2 separate regions of the Mus musculus genome follow, and region 1 is linked to region 2. Evidence: chromatin contacts called from public Micro-C data. All regions are on one chromosome and are shown on one strand. Each heading gives the region's core, a stretch centred on a gene start, on an enhancer-like site or on the middle of the called end of the contact. The rest is flanking DNA. Distances are from core to core; before and after follow the strand shown. Region 1 overlaps Arhgef10l (Rho guanine nucleotide exchange factor (GEF) 10-like). Region 2 overlaps Aldh4a1 (aldehyde dehydrogenase 4 family, member A1).

Evidence for each region. Hi-C and Micro-C count contacts between places; a contact is called where the count stands out from the background.
Region 1: a Micro-C map of the G1E-ER4 cell line shows a contact between it and region 2. The contact joins two enhancer-like sites. A contact is called at or near these places in 1 of 39 promoter capture datasets (liver), 2 of 484 Hi-C or Micro-C datasets (both in the G1E-ER4 cell line) and 4 of 115 datasets of contacts at active chromatin or transcription factors (acute myeloid leukemia, astrocytes, forebrain and 1 more).

The regions. Positions count from the first base shown.
Region 1 is chr4:140,581,618-140,589,098 of GRCm38.p6, forward strand. It overlaps Arhgef10l (Rho guanine nucleotide exchange factor (GEF) 10-like), which reads right to left. Exons shown (of 29, transcript NM_001290803.1): 8 at 5,167-5,283; 9 at 2,207-2,315. Among named protein-coding and RNA genes, the nearest start is that of Gm42335, 20 kb to the right of the region's middle. Within about 2 kb of position 5,099, at least 15 of the 459 cell types and tissues checked have an H3K27ac peak or open chromatin away from gene starts, as enhancers often do. A contact at or near this core is called in the G1E-ER4 cell line and acute myeloid leukemia, where this site is marked.
Region 2 is chr4:139,636,852-139,643,810 of GRCm38.p6, forward strand. Aldh4a1 (aldehyde dehydrogenase 4 family, member A1) reads left to right here. Exons shown (of 15, transcript NM_175438.4): 6 at 108-257; 7 at 335-409; 8 at 1,524-1,711; 9 at 3,762-3,835; 10 at 5,226-5,422; 11 at 5,663-5,710; 12 at 6,539-6,691. Among named protein-coding and RNA genes, the nearest start is that of Mir7020, 3.7 kb to the right of the region's middle. Within about 2 kb of position 3,035, at least 55 of the 459 cell types and tissues checked have an H3K27ac peak or open chromatin away from gene starts, as enhancers often do. A contact at or near this core is called in the G1E-ER4 cell line and acute myeloid leukemia, where this site is marked.

The sequences.
Region 1 (7,481 bases), core at 3,849-6,348, 950 kb after region 2:
CAGAGGAGGAGGAGGAGGACGGACAGCGGATGAGCGCATGGGGGTGAGGGTGTGGCTGGCGAAGACCCTCCTGCCTGGCCCACATATTGCCTCGGGCATCACAGCGCACCCACCCCAGTCGCTGACTCCGTGGCTTCCTCTTCCCCCATGAGCTGCTGGGTAACATTCTTGGCCTGTGATCCGAGCCGCCCAGCTATTAATAACGTCCCTGGGGGAGGGTCATTTTAGGCCCAGGGCTAGTGGGCGGAGTGGAGAGGGTGTCCCAGAAAGAGTCCCCAGCCTCCAGGCCTGTCTACTCCCTGTCTACTCCAGGCTGTCTACCGCGGGCTCTCTCCAAAAGGAAGGAGGAGAATAAACCCTAAGTACCCCGCCTCTGTCCAGCCCACTTAGCACAGTACTGAGTGTGTGAGGCAGTGATCAGTTTGGCCGGTGTTACCCGTTACCTCTGTGAGAACTGGGTGAGATCCCAGCTGCGAGGCCATGGAGACTGGATGGGACCCAAGTCAGCATGATACCATCCTGGCATCAAAAGCCGCCAGGGCTGACCGGCCTCAAGAACGATGCCTGCTGGGCAGGACTCTTTCCTGCATACATACACTAACATGGCCTCAGAGGACGGCAACCGCTATCAGCCCCAATGCACGGAGGAGAAAGTAGGGCTGGAACAGAGGCTCCCAATGGAGGCTCGCAACGGGTGCTCCCTGGCTTGGAGCCATGTTCCTTCCAAGCGCCAGTCCATGTGTGAGACCGGCAACAGACACTCCCCGGATGAGGCCTCCTCCCAGCCAAGGAGGCACCCTCAGAATTCTGCCCAGACATCACTAACCATTAACCTACTGCCCTACATCTCTGTCCCCGCATCTTCTTGTCTGTTGTCACCAAAGACAACACATCCCAGGTGCTGAGTCTTGCTGGGAACCCAATGAGGGCCCCGGTCTGAACAATACCCGGAAGAGGGGATCAGTACCCTGGTGGGATTTGGACACTTGGGTGGAGGGGGGAGGTCAGAGAAACTGGGTTCTCTGGGAAGAGTGGCCAGGATAGAGAGAAGACCAAGACAATGGCGGGTGAGCATGAGGACAGAAGAACCTTCGCCTCCTGCTGGTAGCTACTCCCAGGTGAAGCCTGCACTGGCAGGTGCAGGAGCTGCCGGCCTTGTTGGTGCCTGCAGAGCATGAAGGCCCAGGCAGCTGAGACGTGAGCAAAAAAAAAAAAAAAAAAAAGAGGCAACACAGGACCCTCTCTCCACCTGCGTCATTTCCTCACGCAACCCTCCCCTCAACCACTCGCATGACTCACCCCAGAGGGTGAAATGCCACCTCATCAGAGGACTCGGCACACACACCCCATCTTCCTCCTCTGCTCCCTCCACCACCCGCCCCGGCCCCTCCCCCACCCCTAGAGCGCCTGTTGTGACTGAAGGACATCATACTACCCCATTTCTCACACCTTCATCTCTCGTCTGGCCAGAGCATTGGCTTTTCCAGAAGCCAGGGCAGAATTCCTAGCCACTCTGCCCACAGCCATATCTCAGGACTGTGGGGTCCTATTCATAACAGCCCTTAGTGCACAGCTGTTGAATAAATAAATGGTCAACTGACCGAACCTAACCATGGGAAACTTCTGTCTAAAACCTGGGTGACTCTCAGGTCTTTAAGGTCAAGAGTAAGCATCCAGTGGGCCCTTAGAGCTACCCTGACCTCCACCTCCATGCTGGTGCATCCTTAGGAAAGTCTACTACCTCTCTGCACCTGTCCCCTCATCTGCAAATTGGCACATGATACTCCTACCCCGAAGATACTTCACAAACATTGACTTCAGCTCCCCAGCATCTCATGAGCCACCCTTCCCTATTTGTATATTGCCTTCCCTCTGCACCCGGAGCCCCAGGAAGAAATGCTGTTAAGAGTCACTGAGGACAGTGTTTGGGAGGCATTCAATAAGTACTGGTGAGACAAAGATGGACAAAGAACATTCTAGAAAAGGCCAGGTGAACCAGGAGACAGGAGGGCAACAGCCAGGGCCACACGCTGACATGAGGCCCCAAGGCTCACAGAAGAAACCAACCATACAGGTCAGAGGTGTGGGGAGCAAGCTGGGACTGACCCAGATATCTGGGGTTCAGTTCCAAAGAGGCCAGACACCAGTGGTATCACCCCCAGCACGCCCCACCCCCAGCACGCTGCTGAGCAAAGCCCCTGCTCACCGAGGACATCTTTCCTATGCAGAAAGGAGACTTTTCGCATGACGGCCATCCGGGTCTTCTCCAGCCCATCCCTGGTCCCGCTCTTGGCGGCCTTCATGAGCTGGGTCATCTGGGTAAAGGCAGAGGGGGCTCGTCAGAGACTGAGGGGAACCGGCACGCCTGCCTCCAAGGGACCTCAGCCCAGACATCAGAGCCAGCCAGCCCTCTTCCATCCCTCACCCGATGGGTGAGCAGCAAGACCAGGAGAGTCAGGGAGGGAGATTTACCCATGCCCCAGGGTCCCCCAGAGGACAGGAAAGAGCATATAACCTCTTTCCTCCACTTAAAGAGGTGGTTGGATGGCGAAAGGGCCAGGTCTGAGTTCAAATCCCGGCTCTGACACTCGTCAGCAAATGGACAGGTCACTCCATCTCTCTGAACCTCAGACTGAAGAGCCCAAGCTACCCTCCCAGGTTGGGCAGAAAACGAACAGGCCAGGCAGATCTAGGAAGATCACTGAGGCAACCTGCTCCCCAAGCTCTGTCCCATTGATTCATCTGCTGAGACAGATAAGAAGCCCCACCCCTCTTTCCCAACAGCCGGGTTCCATTCTGAGCCTCTGCCCACAGGGAGGGAACACTGAGGCCCCAAGATGCAGAAGCCACACCCTGGTGCTGCCAATAAAGCCAGCCAAGCGGGCCTTGAGGCAAAAGGAGGGTGATCAGAGTGGGAAGCAGATACCCGGACCTGACAGGAAACATCTGCCCCTTTGCCCTGTTCCTACCCCAGCACCAGCAGCATTAGCTACCATGATGTTCCTCAAGGGTGACCCCCGTCCAATACAAGGGCCATGTGTGGACTAGTGGGCACTCTGGCTGTGCCTGCCGTGTGACTAAGAATTAGAGATTGTGATTTCGTGTCACTGTTAATGGGAAGAGCCCCACAGCCACGGCGTGGATGTTCCAGGAAACCCCCTCCTTCCTCAGACTCTGATAAAGGTGAGGATGCAGATCTGGGAGACAGGGTCCTCCTGGGTTCAGGGCTCTCACTTTTACCTCTGACAGCTCTTTGGCTCCCAGCTGAAGGGAGCTACACACTTCTCTTCATGGGGGTCTGAGTGAGGATGGACCCAGAGCCTGAGGGTACTGAGAGTCTTGGGGAGGGGATACTGAGAGTCTGGAGGTACTGAGAGCTTGTGGGTACTGACAGCCTAGGGGTTCTAAGAGCCTAGGAGAAGCTGGGAGAGCCTAGAGGTACTGAGAGCCTTGGGGGGCTGAGAGCCTGGGGGACTGAGACCCTAGGGACTGAGAAACTGGTGGGGACCTAAGAGCCTGGGGGTTACTGAAAGCCTGGGGGGGATGAGAGCCTAGAGGATCTGAGAACTTGGGGACATTGAGAGCCTAAGGAGAGGAGGGAGCTGAGAGCCTGGGGGAGGCTTGCTGAGAGGGGGGTGGGAGGGGCTGAGACTGGAGAACCAACACAGGGTAGTGGCTTTTTAGGAACAAGACAGGTTTTCAGGAAACAGGAGAAAAGGGAAGCGGGTCCCCACCCCTCCCTGTATCCACAGTCATGATTCTTGGTCTCTTGGGAAGAAGGATCATAAGTACCTAAACCCAAAATCTAAAGGAGGAACAGACATCAACCCCAGAAACTGCCTCTCTTCTGAGACAGTGGACTATGGTGGTTATATCCCTAGATGGAGCCATCAATGGGTCTAACCTCAGAATCGTTCAAGGGGCCTTCGGGAGTCACCAGAGCCCTTCCTTCCGCTTGGCATCTTAGAGCACAGCAGGTGAACACCCCAGAAGGCTCCCCAGGCCTGGCATGTGCGCCCTTCCACACCGTGCAAGCCTCCATGGGCTCCTGCCTTCCTCTCCTTGCTCCCTTCATCGGTCGCAACCTCCAGCGATGTCTGCTGGGGTCCCTCCCTGTCCTGTTGCTGGCCCTGGTTCCTATGCAGGCAGAACTGTATGACTGACAGCATCAGAGCCCAGCATGCCCAGACAGAGCCCAACACTGCTGCTGACTGCTGGAGTGACCACCAACCACTGCCTACTTTCCTTAACGCTAAATCACAGTGGAAAGGCAGGCATCGCTGGGTGCCCCGGGGACAGTAACGGTGGCCACCATCACTAAGCTCATAGAGCCAAACGTCACCAAGTACCTTACGGGCTTCACATTCAGTCCCAGCATCCACCCTGGGGTTGCTGCTACTGAGGGCAGAGAAATGCGGACCCAGAGGGGTCTGCTGCCCAGGGTCATTCAGAGAGGAGGTAGTGAGGCTGGGACTGAACCCGGGTCCATAGGGCTCCATGGCTCATGTTGTGTGGTGCACAGTTAAGGCTAGCTACTGCTGTCAGCAGCGTTACCCAGAAGCCTAGTCCTACTATGTAGCCCACACTGGTCTTGAATTCCCAATCCTCCTGCCTTAGCCTCCCAAGTTAGAATTACAGGTGTGTGGCTACCTGGTTCTGGCTAGGAACCTGAATTAAAAAGAGAGAGAGGGCTGGCGCGATGGCTCAGCAGGTAAGAGCACTGACTGCTCTTCCAAAGGTCCTGAGTTCAAATCCCAGCAACCACATGGTGGCTCACAACCACCTGTAATGAGATCTGATGCCCTTTTCTGGTGTCTGAAGACAGCTACAGTGTACTTATGTATAATAATAAATAAATCTTAAAAAAAGAGAGAGAGAGAGAGAGAACCCCAGGTCATTCTCAAGGGGTTAAGTGCAATGCCACCAGGCATTCTTGGGGCTCATTGGCACCCTTGTGGCAGGTGTAAGGCAGGGCGGGGGGGGGGCATGTCTAGGCAAAAATGAGGAAGTGGAAGGAACAGTTGGCTCATGGCTCCGCCCTCCTGCAGTGCAGATGTGAAGGACAACCAGGTGACAGACTCCCCAGGCTCACCCCCCACTCCTCTGTGGGCCAGCAGAACGCCCCACCCCCACCCCTGGGGCCAGGAGCAAGGGATGTGACAGTACCTTACAATCGCACTTGAGCTTCAGCTCCTGCATGTCTCTACCCCCAACTCTCAAAGCCAAGATGTCTCTCTTAGTCCTGACGTATCTCTCCTTTAGCCTAGTCAGGTCTGGAGAAAGCTGGGGCCCCAAGCGGCCAGGCAGAAGGAGAGCAGGCGAGAAGAGCAGGCGGGACAGCGAGGACACAAAACACAGACAACAGGGGAAAAGGAGACTCAGGTCACATGGCAGACGGACAATCGGGGCAGGCGGACAGGATAGCAGTCTGGGTGCGTCCAGCTGGAATCTGCACCTACGGCTTTCAGCTCAGCATGCCAGGCAGCTGAAACTGGGTCTCTACTGCAGGGAATCCCAGCTGCTGGGCAGCAGAGTGGACAGGGAAGTGAGCCCAGATGTCCCTCTCATGGAGAAAGGGAAACAATCCTTAGATACCCCAGGCCTGACGATGGGGCTTACAGCATAAGAGGTTGTGAGATGGATGGCTGACAGGGGGTAGGTGGGTTGAGTGACAGGGTAGGGACAATGAACAGTTATGTGGGCAAATGCCTAGAGAAAGGGACACGTGGTTAGAGGATGGCTGGACTGATGAGTGGACGGCATAGAGAGATGGATATGTACAAGGATGGACAGATGGACAGGTGGGTGGGTGGATAGGTGGGTGGATGGGTAGGTGGGTGGGTGGATGGATGGATGGGTGGGTGAGTGGATGGGTGAGTGGGTGGATGGGTGGATGTGTGGATGGATGGGTGGGTGGGTGGATGGGTAGATGGGTGGGTGAGTGGGTGGATGGATGGGTGAGTGGGTGGATGGATGGGTGAGTAGGTGGGTGGATGGATGGGTGAGTGGGTGGATGGATGGGTGAGTGGGTGGATGGATGGGTGAGTGGGTGGGTAGATGGATGGATGGATGGATGGATGGATGGATGGGTGGATGGATGGATGGATGGATGGATGGATGGATGGATGGATGGATGGATGGATGGATGGGTGGGTGGGTGGGAGGGTGGATAGATGTATGATAGGTGAATGAACAAATAAACAAACAATTGTCTACATTTGGATGGGTAGCTCCAGCTGGGCAAATGGATGATGGACAGACAGCAGGATGTCCAGAGGCAGTGCTGAGCTAGTAAATACTTACCAACTGGTTCTTGGGGATACAAGCCCTGAGTCTTGGTGTCTCCGCAGTGTGCAAACCCTCACCCTGGCCAGCCAGGTGCTATCAAAGTAACACCATTGAACATGGACTTATAATGCAGACAAGCTAGCCCAAGCTGACCCTGGCATTCCCTGGAGGAAATGGTGAGTGAATCGAGGTTGTAGGGGATGGGGGGAGAAGGGAAGTGACAGAAGGAAAGAAAGGAGGGATGGGCTACAACATGGAAGCATGAACAGTGGGTAACTGGCTCACATGCTATCTGGAGAACGCTAGACAGAGAAGCAGACATTTATGCATGATTGAGATGCATACGTGTCTCCGCGTGTCCCATGTAGAGCCTGGAGCTTAGTAATGATTCAATGCTGGGAGCCATAGCATACCATCTATTACTACAGCCTCTGGGTTTATTAAATGGATGGATGGATGGATCAATGGATGGAGGAGGGATGACTGATGGCAGACGGACAGAGGGATAATGTCTTCTTACCCTTATATAAAGCCGAATCCTGGCCTTGCCAGTCACTGGCTGTTGTGTGACCATGTCACCTCCTCACCTCTCTGAGCTTCACTCATATAAATGAAACTGTTCCTGTCAGCAGCACTGCCCGCTTACCCCCAGCACACTAGGCAGGATGGGCTCTACCCTAAGCCCTGCTCAGCTATAGAGAGAAGCCATCAAGTCCCTTGGCCTCTGGCTCCTTACCTCTCTAAGGGTCAAAAGAATAGGGATGCATTAGAGCCAGGGTCACAGGCTGAGCTGAACAGAATGGGACCTGAAGTCATCGTGGGTGTTTCAGTAATGAGCCCACCCTTCCCAGACTGCCCTGGGTGGGTCACAACAATTGCTTATAAAGAGGTCACAGGCAGAGAGAAAGGGGGTCTCACACCCAGCCAACATCTGTTGACCATGGTGGCCAATAAAACAGACACTTGGGGACCAACAAAGCTCAAGGCAGATGCTCACATCTGAGACAGTAACTTCTAAGGTCCCTTTAGAGACCCTTCGATCAATTTTTGGGAGCTACAGTTGATCGGCCCGGGCATTTTGAGGTAGGGACTCCACTAGCTAGCTTGGAGCTGGGGTTCTAGTCAGAATCCACGAACAGCATACAATGCTTCCTCAGATGCCTGCCACCCAAAGCCTTGCAGCACACACGGCA
Region 2 (6,959 bases), core at 1,785-4,284:
CTCAGTCCTGGGGCAAGGCATGGTCAGCCCATTGGAGGTTTTGTTCCCTTCTCTGAGCTGGCTCTGGCCTGTCTGGTGTCATTGAAGCTGGGCCGCCATCCTAACAGGGCAAGACCGTGATCCAAGCAGAGATCGATGCTGCAGCCGAACTCATCGACTTCTTCAGGTTCAACGCAAAGTTCGCCGTGGAACTGGAGGGGGAACAGCCCATCAGTGTGCCACCCAGCACCAACCACACGGTGTACCGGGGACTGGAGGTACTGCAGGGCAGGCAGTGAGCCACAGGGCCTCCTAGGAGCATTGAGCTTCATCTCACAAGCTCCCTCTCCCTCAGGGCTTCGTGGCGGCCATCTCTCCCTTCAACTTCACCGCGATTGGAGGCAACCTGGCAGGCGCTCCGGCCTTAATGGTGAGGACCGGGGCCAGGGGCCAGTTAGTCACACCCCGGATCTCAAACCCAGTCTGCCCATAGTTATGGGAGAAGTACAGAGAGTAGCAGCTGGGGCTGTGGATACGTTTTTGGGTTCCAGCTCTTGGTTTATCTTACAGCCTTGTCCATTTGTGGGAGACCAGGGCAGAACCCAAGCTGAGAGGCACAGTTTCCTCCTCCATTCAGCAGGAGCAATAGCATGTGTGTGCGTGTGTGTGTGTGTGTGTGTGTGTGTGTGTGTGTGTGTATCAGGGCTCACACCATCAACTCACAAAGATTGAGATATGCTAGATGCCAGGCAGATCCAGCCAAGACTGAGCCATGGATCTGACAGCTGCTGCTGCTGTTGCTGGTGACCTAGAGGACTCATATGTGTGGCAGCCATTGACACTGTGTGCTAACGATGTCAGTTAACTTGAAAAGCTATGAGAGGGGTGGCTGCCCCTGTGCCTCTTTGCCAGGTGATACCTGAGATGCCCATTAGGAACTTGTGGAGGGATAGATAGGAATTTGGAGTCTGGAGCTCTGAACTGAAAGCCACAGGTCTTCTGTCATTGTTGAGAGAAGGCACCTGTACCTGAGGGAGCTCCCAGGCTGATGTGGGGGATCCAAAAGCCTGCCAGGAAGAGAGCTGGTGTTGGTCCAGCAGCCTGGACCTTAGGCATGGCGTTTGTGCTCTCTGTGCATGCACAGGGACAGCCTCGTGCATTGTGGATCGGGCCCTCCTGGTGCCTATGAGGCTGCACGTGCTCTGACTCAGCGCACGTGCATGTAGTGTGTGCGTACTTGTCCAGCCACACCCTGGGATGTCCCAGAACACTGGGAACAGTCGTAACCTGGAATGAAGGCAAGACTCGGCCCAGGCTTGCAGGGAAAGGGGGCCCAGGCCAGAGTGAGAGGTGAAGACTGGGGTCTCCATGGCAGGGGCCTCTGGAAAACAGCACAAACAGTGCTGTGAGCTTGACAGCACAGTGAGCTTGGATAGGGTCTGAATCAGGTTCCCATAGGGGTGACCGTGCTGTGCAGCGGGATACATGCTGGCATGGTTGGTCTTTCGCCACCTTGTGAATCATGTTTGACACCTTTATGACAGGGCAACGTGGTTCTGTGGAAGCCCAGTGACACTGCCATGCTGGCTAGCTACGCCGTCTACCGCATCCTCCGGGAGGCCGGCTTGCCCCCCAACATAATCCAGTTTGTGCCAGCCGACGGGCCAACCTTCGGGGACACAGTCACCAGCTCAGAGCACCTTTGTGGCATCAATTTTACAGGCAGTGTCCCGTAAGTCCCTGAGGGGGTGGGACGGGACATGGGGTGTAGGGATATGAGCTGATGTTTGCGGCTGTGAACCCAGCGGTCACACGCTGGCCTTGCCCACTCCCTCTGTGTGAGCATGGGCGAGCCACTGTGCCGAATGAGAGTGGAGGGGTCCCTATCTTGGTGAATCTTTGAAAGGATGGAAAAGGTGAACCATTGTGTGGGCTGGAAACACAGCCCGTGGCTGAGGACAGCCTCCCACCACAGAGGGCATGAACGGGTGAGCTGGAAACAGGAGATGCTGGGCCTGCATTGTGGAGGAGGCACCCCCGTGGAAGGTTGGCTAGGCAGAGGTGAGGAGGTGGGAACAGGGTTATAGGAAGGAGGAGGATACTAAGGGGGCCTGCTGGCTAAGCCTGTGATACTTTGCAGGGCGTGTCCCCTGGGCCTGGAGGGTGGAGTCAGAGGGGCAGACCAGGCATCAGCACGCAGACTCAGCAAGTGTCTTCCAACCCCCAACCCCCAACACCCCCCACCCCCCCCCCCCCGAAGCACAGAGTTCTGTGTCAAGGCTGGAGATAAGTTAGCTATGAGGTCAAGGTCCCTGCTCGCCACCTGTCCACTCCGCCTCCCTGGGTCCCATCTTTCAGATTTGGCCCAGCAGCTCCTAGGAGTCTTCCGAATCTGCAGAGGTGTGTGTGGGCTGCACGCGGAAGGTGGTGGGAGACGCGGAAGGTTCTAGGGAATTGGTCTAAGCACTGTACTGTTTCAGGCTGGGGTTGCCCATTGGATCTAAGAGGGGCTAGCTTTGTTTTCTTGGATTCCTAAGAGCCATAGCCCGGACATGTCTAATTGGGAGTGTTTTATCTTTTAAACCTTATGTGGTGTATGTTCCGGTCCCCCTGGGCCTGCACGTCTCATTAGCTAGAGGTGGACAACACTTTGTAGCTTCCTCAGACCCTCTCCATACCTGGGTCTGTGTATCCCAGGTCTGCCCACTGTTTGCCCTCCTCTCCTGTCTGTACTCTCTCCTAGGATTCGGCTTCAAAAGGTCTGGAAGTTGGGAGCTTCAGGGATTGGGATAATAGCTATGGATCATGTAGAGATCTCAGAGCCTAGGGCATAGTACACCAAGCAGGGTGGTGAGCCAGTGGGGGTCTGCAGCCAGGGTCTGAGTCCGGGACAGTCTGGCCTCGGTAGGAAGAGGGATTGATACTGTCAGGGTATACAGGCTTGGGGGCAGTTGAGTCATGTGTAGGTCACTGACTGAGGAGCTTTCTGGTCGAGTGGGTGGAGCTGACTGGGACAGCCCCGTGTCCCATTTAGCATCTGCAGCCCTTACTGTGTGGCACCTGCAATGGCGTCTCTGCACCCTCCGTGCCTGGTTCGCCAGTGTGGGTGGTTGGTAGCTTGAGGAGTGCTGACAGGGCCTTTTCCCCAGAGGCCTGTCCTGCCAGTGCTCGGGTCTCTGCCTGTTAGCAGGCAGAGAGAGGGCCTGGCCCCCTGTTTGCTACGCTCTAGCAAGCTGCTAGGCCGAAGGTAGCAAAGTCATAAATTACCGTTAGCTGCTGTGCCGGGTGATTAGCATTTTTATTGTTTTGTGGTGTTGAGGTTGGTCACAGTGAAGCCCGGGGAGGAGGCTTGTGTCTCAGGGGCGGCAGGTCCGGGTGGCCTGAGCTGTTGGTTTGGTCTGTCAGGCCAGGCCCTGGGCCAGGATGCTCCCCATAGCCACCGAGGTGTGTGTTGCTTTTGAGCGACTGCAGTGTGCCCAGCGTGAGCCTAAGTTCGGGCTTATTCTGGAACGCCTGTGGGCCGAGCTCATTCTTCAGGTGAGGTGCAGAATTGGAGGCTTGGCGACACTTCACACAGCCCTGTGTCAGAGCCCGGGACCAGCACTATCTGTTTTCACATCTGGGCCTTCTGGGTGCCACCCCACCCCCATCACAGCTGCCAGTATCCACTTAGTTCCTCCTGGTACTACCGTGACCCCTGCACACCCGCCTTAGGCATTTCCCCCAGGTCTTTTTAGCCTCTTCCTCTCGTGGCTTCTTGACACTGTGTCTCTTGGTTCTAGCACCTTCAAACACCTGTGGAGGCAGGTGGCCCAGAACCTGGACCGGTTCCGTACCTTCCCACGCTTGGCTGGAGGTGAGCCCCGCCCCTCACACGCTTCCAGGGACCCCCCCTTCCTGAGCCATTATGAGCAACCAGGAGAAAGAGAAGGGTCACTTGGATCTTCTTGGGATCCTTTGAGCCAACAATGGGGACTTCTCTATCAGCCTGCACAGTGACACTCCTCCCCCCCCCCCCCGCCCCCGGAGCTATGTGTGAGCATGAAACACCTAATCATGCCTGTGGCGGGGACTGAAAGCTGTGTTCCTTTTTGGACCTGTGTTGGTGGCACACATGACTCAGGGCTGCTGTGTGGAAAGCACGGGTCTGAGCAGGGGAGGAAGGAGCCCATTTGTGGGTGTGGAGGGGGGACAGGAAAGGAGGAAGCTAGCTGAGAGGACAGCAGCGTGGTCTCTCATCAGCAGTGGTAACTCTCTCCCTGAGAAACCATTCTCTGATCACAAACACTTGATGCACGTTGTGAGGCAAAGCCAATGGACTCTCCTCCTCCAGGGTTTCTCAGAGCTTTTAGTACTCCATTTATATCCTCAGAGAGTATAACTGGCTATGCAGTGTTTCCCGGACTCCCTGGGCCACGGAACCCCATTTTGCACAGTCCCCGTGGGGCCAGGAGTTGTAGAACACACTTTGCTGAGACCTCAGAGAACTTCTGCCTGGGGTGCACTTGACAGTAGAAGCCGGGACTGATGATGGCTCAGCCTTCTAACCCCTAGTGTGAGGTGGGACCCATGGGAGGCCCTTCCTGAGTTAGCTGGCCTCTGATGTGTGCCTGGGTTGCCCATAGCAACTGAGCTTCTCAGTTATGGACTTATGAACTCTGCAGGGGAGGGGGCAACCTCTCCTTCATGTGGGCCATGGCCCACCCTGGAGCCAGTGGCTGCATCAAGGCTTCTCAGTGTATTCATCTTTGAGATGGGGGCAGGACAATGGAAGTGGTCCTCAAGACTTGGGCAGACTGATAGTTAGGAACAGCACCTCCAGCACCTGGCAGGTGGTGTGTGCTTTTGGCTGTCTGATGTAACTTGTTTCTGAGCCGGTAAACTGAGGCTGGAGGGTGCCATGACCTGTCTGAAGGTCATGTAAAGGAGTAGATGGGTCCGCTCCCCCGCGCCCCCCCCCCCCGTAGGTTTCAGGAAAGCCTGGCCCGCCTTTAGGAATGGGTGGGCGGGCCCTTGGGAGCTTGGCTTGTGGTGCTCTTTTGGTTTTCTCTGTGATGGGGAGTTGGTGCCTGCCGAAGCCCTGTGTTTTCCTGTTCCCTCCCCCAGCCTTGCTTCCCCAACTATGGAGTGGAGCAGGTCTGGCTTGTGGCTCCCTCTCCCTCTCTTCTGCTGAGTGTGGCGCTGCGGATGGGTGTGGGCGGTGGTCCGGGCCGCACCCAGTGATGGCCACACTCTGTGCCCTGCAGAGTGTGGCGGGAAGAATTTCCATTTTGTGCACAGCTCGGCCGACGTGGACAGCGTGGTGAGCGGGACGCTGCGCTCGGCATTCGAGTACGGCGGCCAGAAGTGCTCAGCCTGCTCGCGCCTCTACGTGCCGAAGTCGCTGTGGCCGCAGATCAAAGGGCGACTGCTGGAGGAACACAGCAGGATCAAAGTGGGGGATGTGAGTGGGGCCTTGGCTCTCACAGCAGGTGGCTGATGGGATTGGAGGTCGCTTGCTCAGCTCGCTCTCTCCAGCAATTTGAGTGCCTCCCTGCGGCTCTCTCTGGCTCTCTGAGGCTGGGTCCTTCCTTGGGGGCTCTGCGCTTGTGGGGTGGGGTGCATGTAGGAAAAAGGGTCCCTTCCTCTTTGCCCTACAGTGTCTCACTTTCTGTCTCTGTCTGTCTGTCTGTCTCTTCCTCAGCCTGCAGAGGACTTTGGGACCTTCTTCTCCGCAGTGATTGATGCCAAGGTAGGGGGTGAGATGCAGTGCTTTCTGGGGGAGGGGCACTGGGCACAGATGTGGGACAGAGTGGGACAGGCTGGTCAGTGTTGCTGGTAACTATACATGTGCCTCCCTGGCTTGGAAGAAGGCTGGATCATCCACGGCGGGAAATTGTCTGCCCATACTCAGACCAGACTCAGCAAGCCCCTAAAGTGTGCATGTGTACACACACTCGTGTACGCACACATACAGGCAGGCCCCACATGTGTACTTGAGAGCACAGCTCTGAGACCATGATGTAGATATAGCCTTGAAAACACATCTCTGTAGCCACATGCCCGGCAGGCATCCCTGCTAAGAGCGTGCTTCAATGTAAACATGTCGCTATGTATGCACCTTTCTGTGTGTCTGTCTCGGAATCTGTTGGTATGTAAGGACAACTGTGGTTTGACCCCACGTGTTCTTGCCACCCGCTACATAACACATACATATACATATACCCAGCTTCCAAAACCACAGCATACTCACTCATACACACACGCCGTAGACATATGCAGCATACACATATCACACATGCACTTAGGTAAACACCACACACACACTACATCGACACAACCACATACCGCACATGCATTCAGACAGGGACACATGTTATAATACATACACACACATACTCAATGTGGACTCTTCTCTGTGTCCCTACCATGGCTTAGCCAGGCTTTCAGTGTCTCCAACCCTGTTCCCCCTCACCTTTAGGCAGAGGTATTTTGGGGTGAATACTGGGCGGGGTGGGGCGGGGTGGGGCGGGGCAGGCAGGGAGTGGCTCTCTCTGATGCTCCCACTCACCCACCCTAGGCCTTTGCTCGCATTAAGAAGTGGTTGGAGCATGCACGTTCCTCGCCCAGCCTCAGCATCCTGGCAGGGGGCCAGTGTAACGAGTCAGTGGGTTACTACGTGGAACCATGTATCATTGAGAGCAAGGACCCACAGGAACCCATCATGAAGGAGGTGACTGCTTCGGGCTGTCCTCGGGCATGGCGTCATGCTGTTTTCCGATGCCGCCTGGTTTCATGGCTGACAGAAATGGCTCACAGCCGGAGGGAGCTCAGGAGTTCAGACCTGTCCAAGACTCGTCCCTGTCCCTGTCGCTGTCAGTGCTGGCTGTGGCCTAGCACGCCATTGCCACAGCTGCTGCAGTCCCTGTGGGCTTGCTGGCTCCCTGTGGTGTGGCCATGGCTGATGCCTGAGATGGGATTGGGGTGCAGGGCCAGAGAGA